Linked DNA regions of Oryctolagus cuniculus: region 1 is linked to region 2. Evidence: chromatin contacts called from public Micro-C data. All regions are on one chromosome and are shown on one strand. The core of a region is the stretch at or near the end of the contact, and the rest is flanking DNA. Distances in the headings are between cores, read along the strand shown. Region 1 holds the start of LOC108178550 (a long non-coding RNA gene). Region 2 holds the start of TOB1 (transducer of ERBB2, 1).

What was found. A called contact is a pair of places that touch in the nucleus more often than the background predicts.
Region 1: a Micro-C map of ear pinna shows a contact between it and region 2, with 5 times the contacts expected there. The contact joins the enhancer-like site here to the promoter of TOB1 in region 2. A contact is called at or near these places in 6 of 6 Hi-C or Micro-C datasets (ear pinna, embryonic fibroblasts, liver and 3 more).

What each region holds. Positions count from the first base shown.
Region 1 is chr17:26,756,410-26,762,039 of mOryCun1.1, reverse strand. It overlaps LOC108178550 (a long non-coding RNA gene), which reads right to left and starts at 5,383. Exons shown (of 2, transcript XR_011383506.1): 1 at 5,007-5,383; 2 at 1-1,846. Within about 2 kb of position 1,434, at least 2 of the 8 cell types and tissues checked have an H3K27ac peak or open chromatin away from gene starts, as enhancers often do. A contact at or near this core is called in ear pinna, where this site is marked.
Region 2 is chr17:26,683,365-26,689,087 of mOryCun1.1, reverse strand. TOB1 (transducer of ERBB2, 1) reads left to right here and starts at 1,474. Exons shown (of 2, transcript XM_002719288.5): 1 at 1,474-1,937; 2 at 3,839-5,723. The coding sequence starts at 3,992. The coding sequence ends at 5,029. It overlaps LOC103351544 (a long non-coding RNA gene), which reads right to left and starts at 925. Exons shown (of 2, transcript XR_519312.4): 1 at 745-925; 2 at 1-503.

The DNA of each region.
Region 1 (5,630 bases), core at 185-2,684, 73 kb before region 2:
CATCTTCTACTGCTTTCCCAGGGCATAGCAGAGAGCTGGATGGGAAGTAGAGCAGCAGGGACTCAAATCAGCACCCATATGGGATGCGGGCACTGCAGGTGGCAGCTTCGCCTGCTGCACCACAGCGCCAGCCCCAGGGAAAAGTTTTTGTAGAGGAGACACTTGACCTTCGGCCGCCAGGTGAAGGAGAGCCAGGCGGTGGCTATGTGGAAGGACCTGCCAGGTCCTGACATCGCCTCCAAGGGTTTCCTTGGCCATCCCCTTCCTCTGCATGTGACTGCTCCCCAACAAATCCCCTCCCCACCCCTGGGCTCTGAGGCCCAGGCTAAGGAGAGCCTGGAGAAGGGGTGGGTGGGGTGGAGCGCGTGGGGGTGGGGGAGCTGGGGTAGGTGGCATGGTGAGGGCCCAGGAGGTGGCCCGCTCCTTCCGGGCCTGCTTCTTCCTGGTTGAAAGAGTTGACAGAGAGCATGCAACTCGCTTAGAAGGCCTGCCCTGGATGGGGCGGGAACACCCAGATCGGTCCAGCAGGTCAGCTCTGTCACCACTCCGCAAAGGAAGGAGTCTGGCGGCCTCAGAGCTGGGGCTCAGCCGGGCCCGGGGCTCCTGGCAGCCGAGTCTTAGGCCAGGGCTTCTGGATCTTGGCGCAGCTGACAGCTGGGTGGGATCAGTCTCTGTGTGGCGCCTGTTGTGTGTGTTATGTATGCTGAGCTGCATCCTTGGCCTCTCTCCGCTAAATGCCAGTGTGTCCCCACCTGTCCCCCACGCTAAGTGTCCCCTGGGGACACAATCATCCCTATTTGAGGATTGTCCAGGAACCTGGATCTTCCAATGCTGAAGCCAGGACGACTGCTTTCTGTGCTGCTGCTTCCTTGGGGGAGGATGGGGTGGGGGGGGGGGTAACATCCCCTTTGAAAATCTGATGACAGCACAAGGCGGCCACTCAGGGCTCCAGGTGCTCCTTCCTGGCGGGAATGCCAAGTGCTGCCCGCAGGGAAGCAGGCCTGCATGTGAGCCGCTGAGTCAGCCTGCCCTCCCGCTGGGGCCCCCTGCGTCGTCGTCACGTGGAGGGGATGGGGGAAGAGACACCCGCCCTTTCTGGGCATCTGACTGTAGCCACACCCCTGCTCGCCCCAAGGCAGGCAGATGTGGCAGCCACAGGCTCAGCCTCACTCATCATCTCACAGATGGGTCCCCCCCCGACTCAGCCGGCTGGACGTGACCTGTGCTCGTCCCATCTCAGAAAATATTTGCTGTGGCTGAGTGACCTCAACCCTTACCCAGGCGCACCTGCCCCCTGAAGCCCATGAACTCAGGAGGTGGCCTTTTGTTCTGGGTTCCAGAATGTGATACTGGGGGGAGGGAGGGGCTGGGGAGGCGCTAAAAACAGCAGCACTTCCAAAGCCCTGGCTCTGTAGCGAGGTGTGGACACCTGGAACCCAATGCCAGATGTGAGCTCTCGGTCCAACTCGCCAGGCCTCAGTTTCCCTGTTTGTAAGATGGAGGAGCCGGGCTGGACGCCTTTCCTATGGTGTCTACGATGTACACCTTACCATTTAACTCACGCAGCCTTAGCCTCGTGTGACAGCTGAGGAAGCAGACTCAGAGAGCTGAAGTAATTTTCCCAAGGTCACACAGCCTGCAAGCTGAGGAGGCGGATCACGTGCCCAGCTCTGGCCGGGCGGCATTGTTGAGGATGGCAGTGGCTGGGGAGAGGGGGCCCCCGGCAGGGCAGGGCAGGGCAGTGAGTAGGCAGGAGGGTGATACAGGAGTTGCCTGCTGAGTGAGGAGGCGGGAGGACTGAGGATGACTCGGAGGTCTGGAGCTGGCGACTGGGACGGTGGCGGAGCTATTAATAGAAAAGGGCCGTCAGGAGGAGGAGCAGGTTTGGGGCTGGAAGATGGTGAGTTCATTCTTAGACACAGTGAAGCTGACGCGCTGACACTGGACATTCAGGCCGAGATCAAGCTACAGTGCCGGGAGAACACGGCAGCTACCTGATACCCACGCCACAGCCCCCTTACCAAAATCAGATCCCCTCACTGCTCACACGGCAGGGGCCCCACAGGATCCCGGGGCCCTGGGCGGAGGCTGCCTGGCAGGATCTACAACGGTGGTGCCCAAGGCCCAAGTTCAAGTCCCACACTGACCACTGGGGGGCACCACTGATGCATGCACTTGGTGCAGCTGCCCAGGGTGTTGGCTGCCTAGGGTGAACCTAGGGAAGGGGCCCAGTGGGATCTGGGGAGCCAGACACTCCTAGCAAGGGAGTCAGAGGGTTTTCCCCTTCTGTTGAGTGGGAAGGGGAGAGCTTGGCAGAGGCCCAGCGGCTGCTTCTCCCATCTCCCGGGCACCTGCCTTCCCACTGGAATCACCAACCTGGGTTCAAGTTCTGGTGACCTCAAAGCCAGGAGGAAGGACAGGGAGCCGGACCCCCTTCCCTGCATTGCCTTGACAACCAGGGCTCTGGGGGCTGGCCTGGGGGACGGTGAGTCCAAGCCCTTGGGCCCTGGAGCGGTGCAGCCGGGGAGCAGGCTCCCAGCTGTCTCCCCTGACATTTGCGTCAGCAGCTCTGCCCTTTGACTTTTAATTCCCGGGAGAGGAGGGCGGAGGCAGCCCTGTGATCAGGACTGATTATTTGTGATTCGATCAGACTCGCGGTTTATTGGAGGTTGAGCTGCCTCCTGCCCTCCCCTCTCTTCCCCCACCCAACACCCCCAGTTTTATGGCTGTGGTCTCCTTCAGAAGCTGGAAGAATGGCGAGCAGGTGTGATTCCTCTCTCTGGGGCTCCTGCTGGCTCACAGAGTGCCCTGCAGGAAGTCACACTTATAATAAAAGTGCTATGAGTTCCCCCAGAGAGAGGTGTCCACAGGCTGACGCCTAGCCCAAGCCCTGTGCTCTCTCGGGCCAGCCTCCTGCTCTGTTTGGGCTTGTTGGGACATGTCCCCAAGTGCGCCCAGCCCGGCCAGGGGCGCTAGGCTCCCAGCTGCCTGGGTTAGTGGGGGGGGGGGGCCTCGGAAGGGATGGGGGTGGGGCTCCCCAGGCCCCGGGGCCCCTCTGGCATCTGGTGTCCTTCTCTATCTGGCCAGGCTGGAGGGGCAGGCGGCCAGCGGGCACTTGCCTTCTCCTCCAATGGCCTGCACTATTTTGGACCCAGCCTCGGGGAAGCTGGGGGAGTGAGAGGTGGGGTTTTAGAGAACATTTCCTTCTGGCTCCAGGTCAGAGAGGAACTGCGGCTGCGGGGCTTGGAGATCGGGCCCCCAAGGCCTTCTCAGAATTCCCAGGACAGTTACTCGAATGTTCCTTCTGCCCGGGTTTCTGGGGATGCCTGGTCTCTGGGGCCGCAGGGGCTGGAGCTGGGCATGAGCCGCCAACCCGCCCCCGCCCCCACCCCCGCCCCCGGAGAAGTCCCCAGCTGTTCAGATGTCATCTCTCAATTCGCAAACAACCCCCTGCTCGCCAGCTCTCCAACAGCGGCTGCAGCGGCCAGCTCAGGGGTTCCCAGGCTTTCTGCTGTCTCTCATGACCAACCTTTCCAAAAAGACAATGTAGGATCTGACCCGGTCACCACTTTTCTATTTTGCTGAGTTAAGGGCATTAAAAGGAAATGTCAAAGGAGAGGCCCCTTGGAGCCCACACGGGCCTGAAAATGCATAGCTCAGATGAACGGGCCGTCTCTCGGGCCTGGTGCACCTAGCTCCAAGCAGACCCCACTCCACTGTCCTTATTTTCATCATTTTGCCTTGGGCAGGGGAGAACAGGGCTGCAGCTGGCTCCAGGCATCTATGCGTGGCCTCGTGCTCCAGGAACCCACGGTCCCTTGCACTGCTCAGCCTGGCCCCTGTGCCAAGGGCAGCTGGCTTGGCCTCGGGGCCCCCTCCCCAACACTCTCCTTCCGGCTTCCTTCTGTGCCAGCCACTTCTGCTGCTTCCCATGCCCCCAGTATCAGCAGGAGGGGAAGGTGGGGTGCGGAGCCCACCCAGCTCCCAGCTCTGGACAGGTCCTCCCTGGGAGAAGCCACACGGTCACCAGCGGCTTTGCAGAGACAGACGGCTGCTGTGCAAGGTGCCGGGCCTGGGGCTCAGAGAGGCCAGCGTGTCGGCCGCCTCCCGGCCGTGTGATCGGAGGCCAAGCCCAGAACCGCCCTCCCTAAGCTTCAGTTTCTCGTCCTATAAAATGGGTCTATGAAGTCCTCATCACAGGGCTTGTGCGGGGATTAAATGAGTGTTTGTGAAAGTGCTTTGAGAACTCCACCGCAGAGGCAGGGGTGGTGATTACTATTATTATGGGAAACTAGTAAATGGCCAAAGACAGAGCAGGCCCGGAGCTGAGCTCAGCTCCTGGGTACAAAGGCAAGGCTCACACCCACCCGAGACAGGGCCCTCCGGCCCCATAAGGGAGCCGCGCCCCACAAAACCAAGACAGCCTGCGCTGGACAGAGGGCCCGCCACCCAGTGAAGAGGCTTCCGTCTACCACGTGGTGATTGATGCCTGCTCTCCACCCCCGAATCGTACAGCAGTGTGTGTGTGGAGGGCTCCTCAAGTAGTTACCCCTGGGGGCCGGTGCGTGGCACAGCGTGTGAAGCTGCCACTTGCGACACCGGCATTCTATGTGAGCGCCGGTTTGAGTCCTGGCTGCTCTGCTGCCGATCCAGCCTCTAATGTGCCTAGGAAGTCCTTGGACCCCTGCCACCCACATGGGAGACCCGGATGGAGTTCCAGGCTCCTGGCTTCAGTCTGGCCCAGCCCTGGCTGTTGCAGCTTTTAGGGAGCGAACCAGCAGATGGAAGATAGCTCTCTGGCTCTCCCTGCTCCCCCACCCCTACCCCATTGCTCTGCCTTTCAAATAAGATGTTTGCCTGGGTGGCTGTTGAGAGGAGTGTAGCTGTCACAGTGCGCAGTGTGACAGAGCAGCTGCCTTTAAGGGCCGCCCTGCCCCCACCACATCCTTGGGGGGCACAGAAGGAAACCCGCTGAACCCTGTTCCCAGTCCAGGTCTCCCACTCACCCCAGCTCGGTGGCCGCCTCTCAGAGCCTCGGCCTCCTCTGTAAACGGGGTGGCCGTGGGCTTCTCTGCGGTCACATGTGAGGACACCCGCAGAGACGGCGCCTCGCGGTGGGGCTGCCTCCACCCCCTGCGGAGTGCAGCTGCAGCCTCTGCCCTGAGCAGAGGCCAATGGGCAAGTCTCTGGCCCAGCCAGGCCCCTGCTCCCCGCCCCCTGTCCCCAGCTGCTCAGTTGTCATGAAGTCATTGCCACCTTCCCCAGCCTGCACCCCCCTCCCCCCGCTGACATCCCATTTTGCAAAAAGGTCGGAAAAGCCGCTGACGCTTCCAGACCCTGAGTTCACTGACTGGTCAGGGCTGACGGCCACAGGCTGACCCCGTGGGCGTGGGGGGTGCAGGGAGAGGGAGAGGCACTCCTCTCAGGCCTGCCTAGCTCCTCAGTCTCCCCCCACCCCGAGGCTCTCCCCCAACAACCCCTGCACCCCTACGGACCTCAGCAGGCCCTGCACACTGGAGACACGCACACAGGGACACAGGCGCACAGGCCACTCGGGGCTCTGCCGCTGGCCCAGGCCACACCCCGAGGCTGAGCTGGTCATGGAGGGGCAGGGGTCACGGGTCTAGACC
Region 2 (5,723 bases), core at 225-2,724:
AGCGACAAAAGGAGGCCCCGGCCACGCCCCATCCCCAGACCCCAGCTGGCCCCCGGCTCCTTCCCCTTCCCGCACGCACGGAGACTTCTGAAACATCGTCTCTCCCTGCGGCTCCTTCTCCGGGGTGGGGTGGGGGGTGTGCAGAAGGCGGCTGCACCCAGATTTCGCGCCCGCACAGCGACCAGCCTCTGGCCCGGACACAGAAAGCGGGTTCGTGCCCGCGCAGCGCAGCGGGTCTACGCCGCGCACCGCCTTCCGCGAGCCCCGCTCTTCCGCGGGCGAAGGCCGGCGGCAGCGGCGGTGTTCCGGGAAGCGCGCCCGGGCGCAGGGCGCAGGGCGCAGGGCGCTCCATTCACGGCCCCGAGGCCCGCTCCCGCCCTCGCTCCCCCTGGACCTTCTCTCCGCTCCAGCGGGTCCGACTCTGACGTCCGTCTCCTGGATACCAGGCGGCCAATCGCCTGCTCCTCAGGGGCCGCGCGTGGCCAATCAGGCGTCGTTGCTACCTGTGAGTAATATTTTTAGCTGCGAGGGACGCCCCACGGCTCCCAGTGTAGCTCGGTGTGTTTCTCCGCGGCCGGTTCTGACAAGCCGCTTGCCCGTCCCCCGTGGGTCCCTCTCTCGCCCCGCTCCCTAGGTTTCCGCACCTACGTCCACCGAAAACCCTCCGGAACGCGCCGTGTTTATTCCGTGCACCTGTGTTAACGCCCTTGCCATGCACAAACGCACACGCACACAGATACATACGCAGCTTGGCACGGCGGCGCCACCCCCCAGCCACCGAGGGGCCCTGGGAGTGACATGTGCTCCTTCTTACGGCCTCGGGCCACCCCCAGCTCCGAGCCGCTGCGGGTCGCCCGGGGAGGCCTGACGCGGGACGGCGGAGGCGGTTAAACTGTCACCTGGGCGGAAGGTGCGGCGAGCTGGCCTCCCGTCCCCACCCCCAGCCCGGCGGCTTTGGGTTCTGCAGTTGCCACTCTGCCGGTGGCAGTTGGCCTAGGCCCTGAGGTGATTAATATTCAATTAACCGAGCGCACGAGCCCCAGTCCCAGTCTAGACTCCCTCGGCGTGGGCCAGAGGTCGACTTGGTAGCTCATCCACCAGAGGGATTTTCCTCGGTCACAGTCCCGCTCGGGCCTGTGCGCATTTTCTGCACCCGACCCCTCGCTCTCGAGGTCCCGGGCCGTCCGCCCCGTTCCCCCTGCCGCTTTGCCACCTGCTTCGCTCCCCTCCCCCTGCCTCCTGGCGCTCTCGGCTGCGTCCGAGCGTCAGCAGCCCTGCCCCACCCCTTTCTACCCTCTCTGACACGTCTCTCCTCCAATCCCCGTCTAAGTTTCCTCTTGGTCCCGCCCACAGCCCCTCCAGACTGTCGGCTCATTGGCCATTCTGGTGCCCGAGGAGGTGTGGCCTTCCCCCACCCGGGCCGTTCGCCGCCCGACGGGACATGGGCAGGCGGGACTTGGCCAATGGCGTCGAGGGGTAGGGCCGGGGTGGAGCGAGCCGGCGAGAGTCCGGGGTGCTGGACGGGGAGGGCGGGGAATGGTTACGCCGCCCCGAAGCTGTGTGACGCGGGCGGGCGCGCGCACCCCCACGGAGGGGATTGGGGGCAGGGAGAAGAATATAAAACGAGAGGCGGGGCGCGCGCCGCGGCAGAAGGAGCGAAGCTCTGGCCCGGCGTGGAGTGGGCGCTCTACGGGGACGCTGGGCCGGGGCACCGGGCTGTGTGGAGAAGTGAGCGCGCTCGCCTGACCCCCGTCCCCGCCACCCCGAGCCAGAAGCCGCGAGCTCCTGAGGCCCGCCCGAGGCCTGCGTCCTCCGTCCGGCGGCGGCGGCGACGACGTCTTGCATTCGGTCGACTCGCCGCTCCCGCGCCCCCGCCCTGCCGCCCCTTCTGCCCTCCCGGCCGCCAGCCTGTGGTGGACGCAACCCCGCAGCAGCCCGTAAGTATCGGCGAGGCGGCGGGCGGCAGGGAGACGGGAGCCCAGACCGGGGCGCCGAAGGAGGGGCTGCAGCGTCGTCGAGCCCCGGGCCCTCGGGGTGGGGTGGGGGTGGGGGGCTCGGGGACGGCGGCTTCGCGGCCGTGGGCGCGGACGGACAGCTCCCGGGACCCGACGGGAGCGGCTCCGGACGCCCGGCCCCGAGGCGTCGGGCTCGGCGGGGGCCCGGCGGGTGACCGGGAAGGGAGGCCCGGGGCGAGCCGCCGGAATCGGGGGTTGGGGCTCCCGGGAGGGGCGGCGAGCTCGCGGGCAACGCTGGGGTGCGAGGGGCCGGTGGCCGCTGAGGCCGAAAATGGTGCCGGGGAGCCGGTGCTCCCCGGGCCCTGGCCGGGTCCCAGGAGCCTCGGGCGGGGGGCGGGGGCGGGGAGAGGCGGGTCAGGTTACGGCGGGGGGAGGGGAGCGGCTGACCGGCGGCGCCGGACCTGCCCGGTGCCCGGTGCCCGGCCGCGGGAGCTGGCCTTTCCCCTTCCCGTGGCCTTCGTCGTCGTTGTCCCCTTCCTCCTCCTCCTCCTCCTCCCCGGGAGCTCGTACTCTTCCTCCTCCTCCACCTCCTCCTGCTGTAGCTGCCGCCGTAGCGCTTGGGCTCCGGGCGCTGTGAGCAGAAATCTAATGAGAACTGGCTGTTTATGTAATTCTCCACACTCCCGTGTTCAGGCGCCGCCTGAAAACTACCTTCCGCCCAGCCCGAATGCGCTCGGCGGCACCTTCCAGCCATCGAGCCTCATCGGCCGCCTCTGCCCGCACTCGGGCGTGGGGCTCGGAAAGTGTGGGTCGTTCGGGCGCAGCCGGGGGCTCCCTTCCCTTTGTCGCCGCGAGCAGGGGAAAAACGGAAGCGGGGCTGCCAGGTCGGTCTTTGCACGACCTTTCCCATCCATCTCCCTGTACACACAGGTCTCCTTTGCAAATATCTTGTGTTTGCCCTTGATCTTTCCTTATCCCCACCCAGTGCTGACCCAGCAAGCGTGTAAAGGTCGACCTTATCATACGTGCCTCATGGCTGTTCTCTTATCCTGAGAGGCTGGGAGGTGCTTTTCAAAATCAGAATAAAACTCCAGCCCTGCCCTTTAAGCAGAATCATCGGTGTTCGGAAATTCATTTGTCGCTCCCGTGCGGTGCCAGAGAAGCACTTGCTTTGCTCTCGCTGTCCAGGAGGTGTTTCCAGAGGTAGAGAGGGACGCACCGCCAGGCCCGGGGTCGTGTGCCTGCCTTAGTATAGTTAGTCCCCGCGTCCACGCAGGTGATTTAGTGCGTGCTTATCGTTGACTAGGATGACAGATTCATTCGGCCTATAGTCCCTTTAATTTTAGCATCATGTACTTTGAAATGAGTTTTCCTGGCTTCTCAAATTTCCACATGTTTACCGATGGTGCAGATTAAACAGTCTATAACCAGATAGAACTGAGATAGGATTCACTTCCAAGTCGGTGGATAGCGCTAACAATTAACGATCAACTTCTACCAGTGGCATATGTGTGGGGGCTGGGGGTGAGTGAGTGGGAATGCGGAATTGAATTTCCAGTAAATATTTTTGTGAGAATTTGGAGGAAGGGGAAGGAAAAAAAAAGGTATTCTGTAGATACTTTTCTTAGAACTCTACTCAGTAAATGATTCTTTTGAAGACTGTTTATTTCAACTATAAATTTACATCTCCCCGAGATTTTGAGCCTTAAGAAACAATTTTCTATTGCATGTTGATTTCGTGTGGGTTGTGTTTTTCAGGCTGTCTAGCCTATGAGGCATTTTTAAAAAGTGAAATTGCGGGGGGAATAGAGTGAAGGTCATGGGATTTGACGCTGCACGTCTCTTACTTGGACATATCTGCTTTTGTTTTGTTTTCTGTAAAGGACGAGAGCGCCGAAGGTGAAGGATAATCTTCTAAAACCAGCACTTTGAATGAAAATTTGTTTCTCTGCCACACACTGAACGCCTTTTTTTTTTTTTTTTTTTTTTTTTTTGTGGGAGAGTTGAAACAAACCTAATTTTGTGGCATAGCAGCTATGCAGCTTGAAATCCAAGTAGCACTCAATTTTATTATTTCATATTTGTACAATAAGCTTCCCAGGAGACGTGTCAACATTTTTGGTGAAGAGCTTGAAAGACTTCTTAAGAAGAAATATGAAGGGCACTGGTATCCTGAAAAGCCATACAGAGGATCAGGGTTTAGATGTATACACATAGGGGAGAAAGTGGACCCAGTGATTGAACAAGCGTCCAAAGAGAGTGGTCTGGACATCGATGATGTGCGTGGCAATCTGCCACAGGACCTTAGTGTTTGGATCGACCCGTTTGAGGTTTCCTACCAAATTGGTGAAAAGGGACCCGTGAAGGTACTTTATGTGGATGATAATAATGAAAACGGATGTGAGTTGGATAAGGAGATCAAAAACAGCTTTAACCCAGAGGCCCAGGTTTTTATGCCCATAAGTGACCCCGCCTCGTCGGTGTCCAGCTCCCCATCGCCTCCCTTTGGTCACTCTGCTGCTGTAAGCCCTACCTTCATGCCCCGGTCCACTCAGCCTTTAACCTTTACCACTGCCACTTTTGCTGCCACCAAGTTCGGCTCTACCAAAATGAAGAATAGTGGTCGAAGCAACAAGGTTGCACGCACTTCTCCTATCAACCTCGGCTTGAATGTGAACGACCTCCTGAAGCAGAAAGCCATCTCTTCCTCAGTGCACTCTCTGTACGGGCTGGGCCTGGGCGGCCAGCAGCAGCCGCAGCAGCAGCAGCAGCCGGCCCAGCCGCCGCCGCCGCCGCCACCACCGCAGCAGCAGCAGCAGCAGAAAACCTCTGCGCTTTCTCCTAATGCCAAGGAATTCATTTTTCCTAATATGCAGGGTCAAAGTAGTAGTACCAATGGAATGTTCCCAGGTGACAACCCCCTTAACCTCAGCCCTCTCCAGTACAGCAATGCCTTTGATGTGTTTGCGGCCTATGGAGGCCTCAACGAGAAGTCTTTTGTAGATGGCTTGAATTTTAGCTTAAATAACATGCAGTATTCTAACCAGCAATTCCAGCCTGTTATGGCTAACTAAAAAAAAAGGAAGAAAGAAAAAAAAATGTACCGTACAAATTAAAATGCTCGGGCCCAAGGGGGTTTTTTTTTTTCACCTCCTTGAGATTTTTTTTTTTAAGCTTATAGTAAGGATACATTCAAGCTTGGTTACAAAAATAAAACATGCATCATTTTTCATTTGCCAACCAAGCACAAAGTTATTTTATACTGACTGTATATTTTAAAGTATACTCTCAGATATGGCCTCTTACAGTATTTAAGATATAGCAAGGACATGGCTGATTTTTTTTTTATAAAAAATTGGCACTAATAAGTGGGTTTATTGGTCTTTTCTAATTGTATAATTTAATTTAGTACAAAGTTTGTAAAATATCAGAGGATATATATATTGTTTCTACGACATGGTATTGCATTTATATCTTTTTACTACAGTGATCTGTGACAGCAGCAGCTTCATGTTGTATTTTTTTTACTGAAATTGTAAAATATCCATCTTAAAGACATCAACTATTCTAAAAATTGTGTACAGGATATTCCTTTAGTGGTGGAATTAAAATGTACGAATATTTGCTTTTTCAAAAAAATGTATTTTCTGTTAAAGGTTTAAAGATTTTTGCTATATATTATGGAAGAAAATGTAATCGTAAATATTAATTTTGTACCTATATTGTGCAATACTTGAAAAAAACGGTATAAAAGTATTTTGAGTCAGT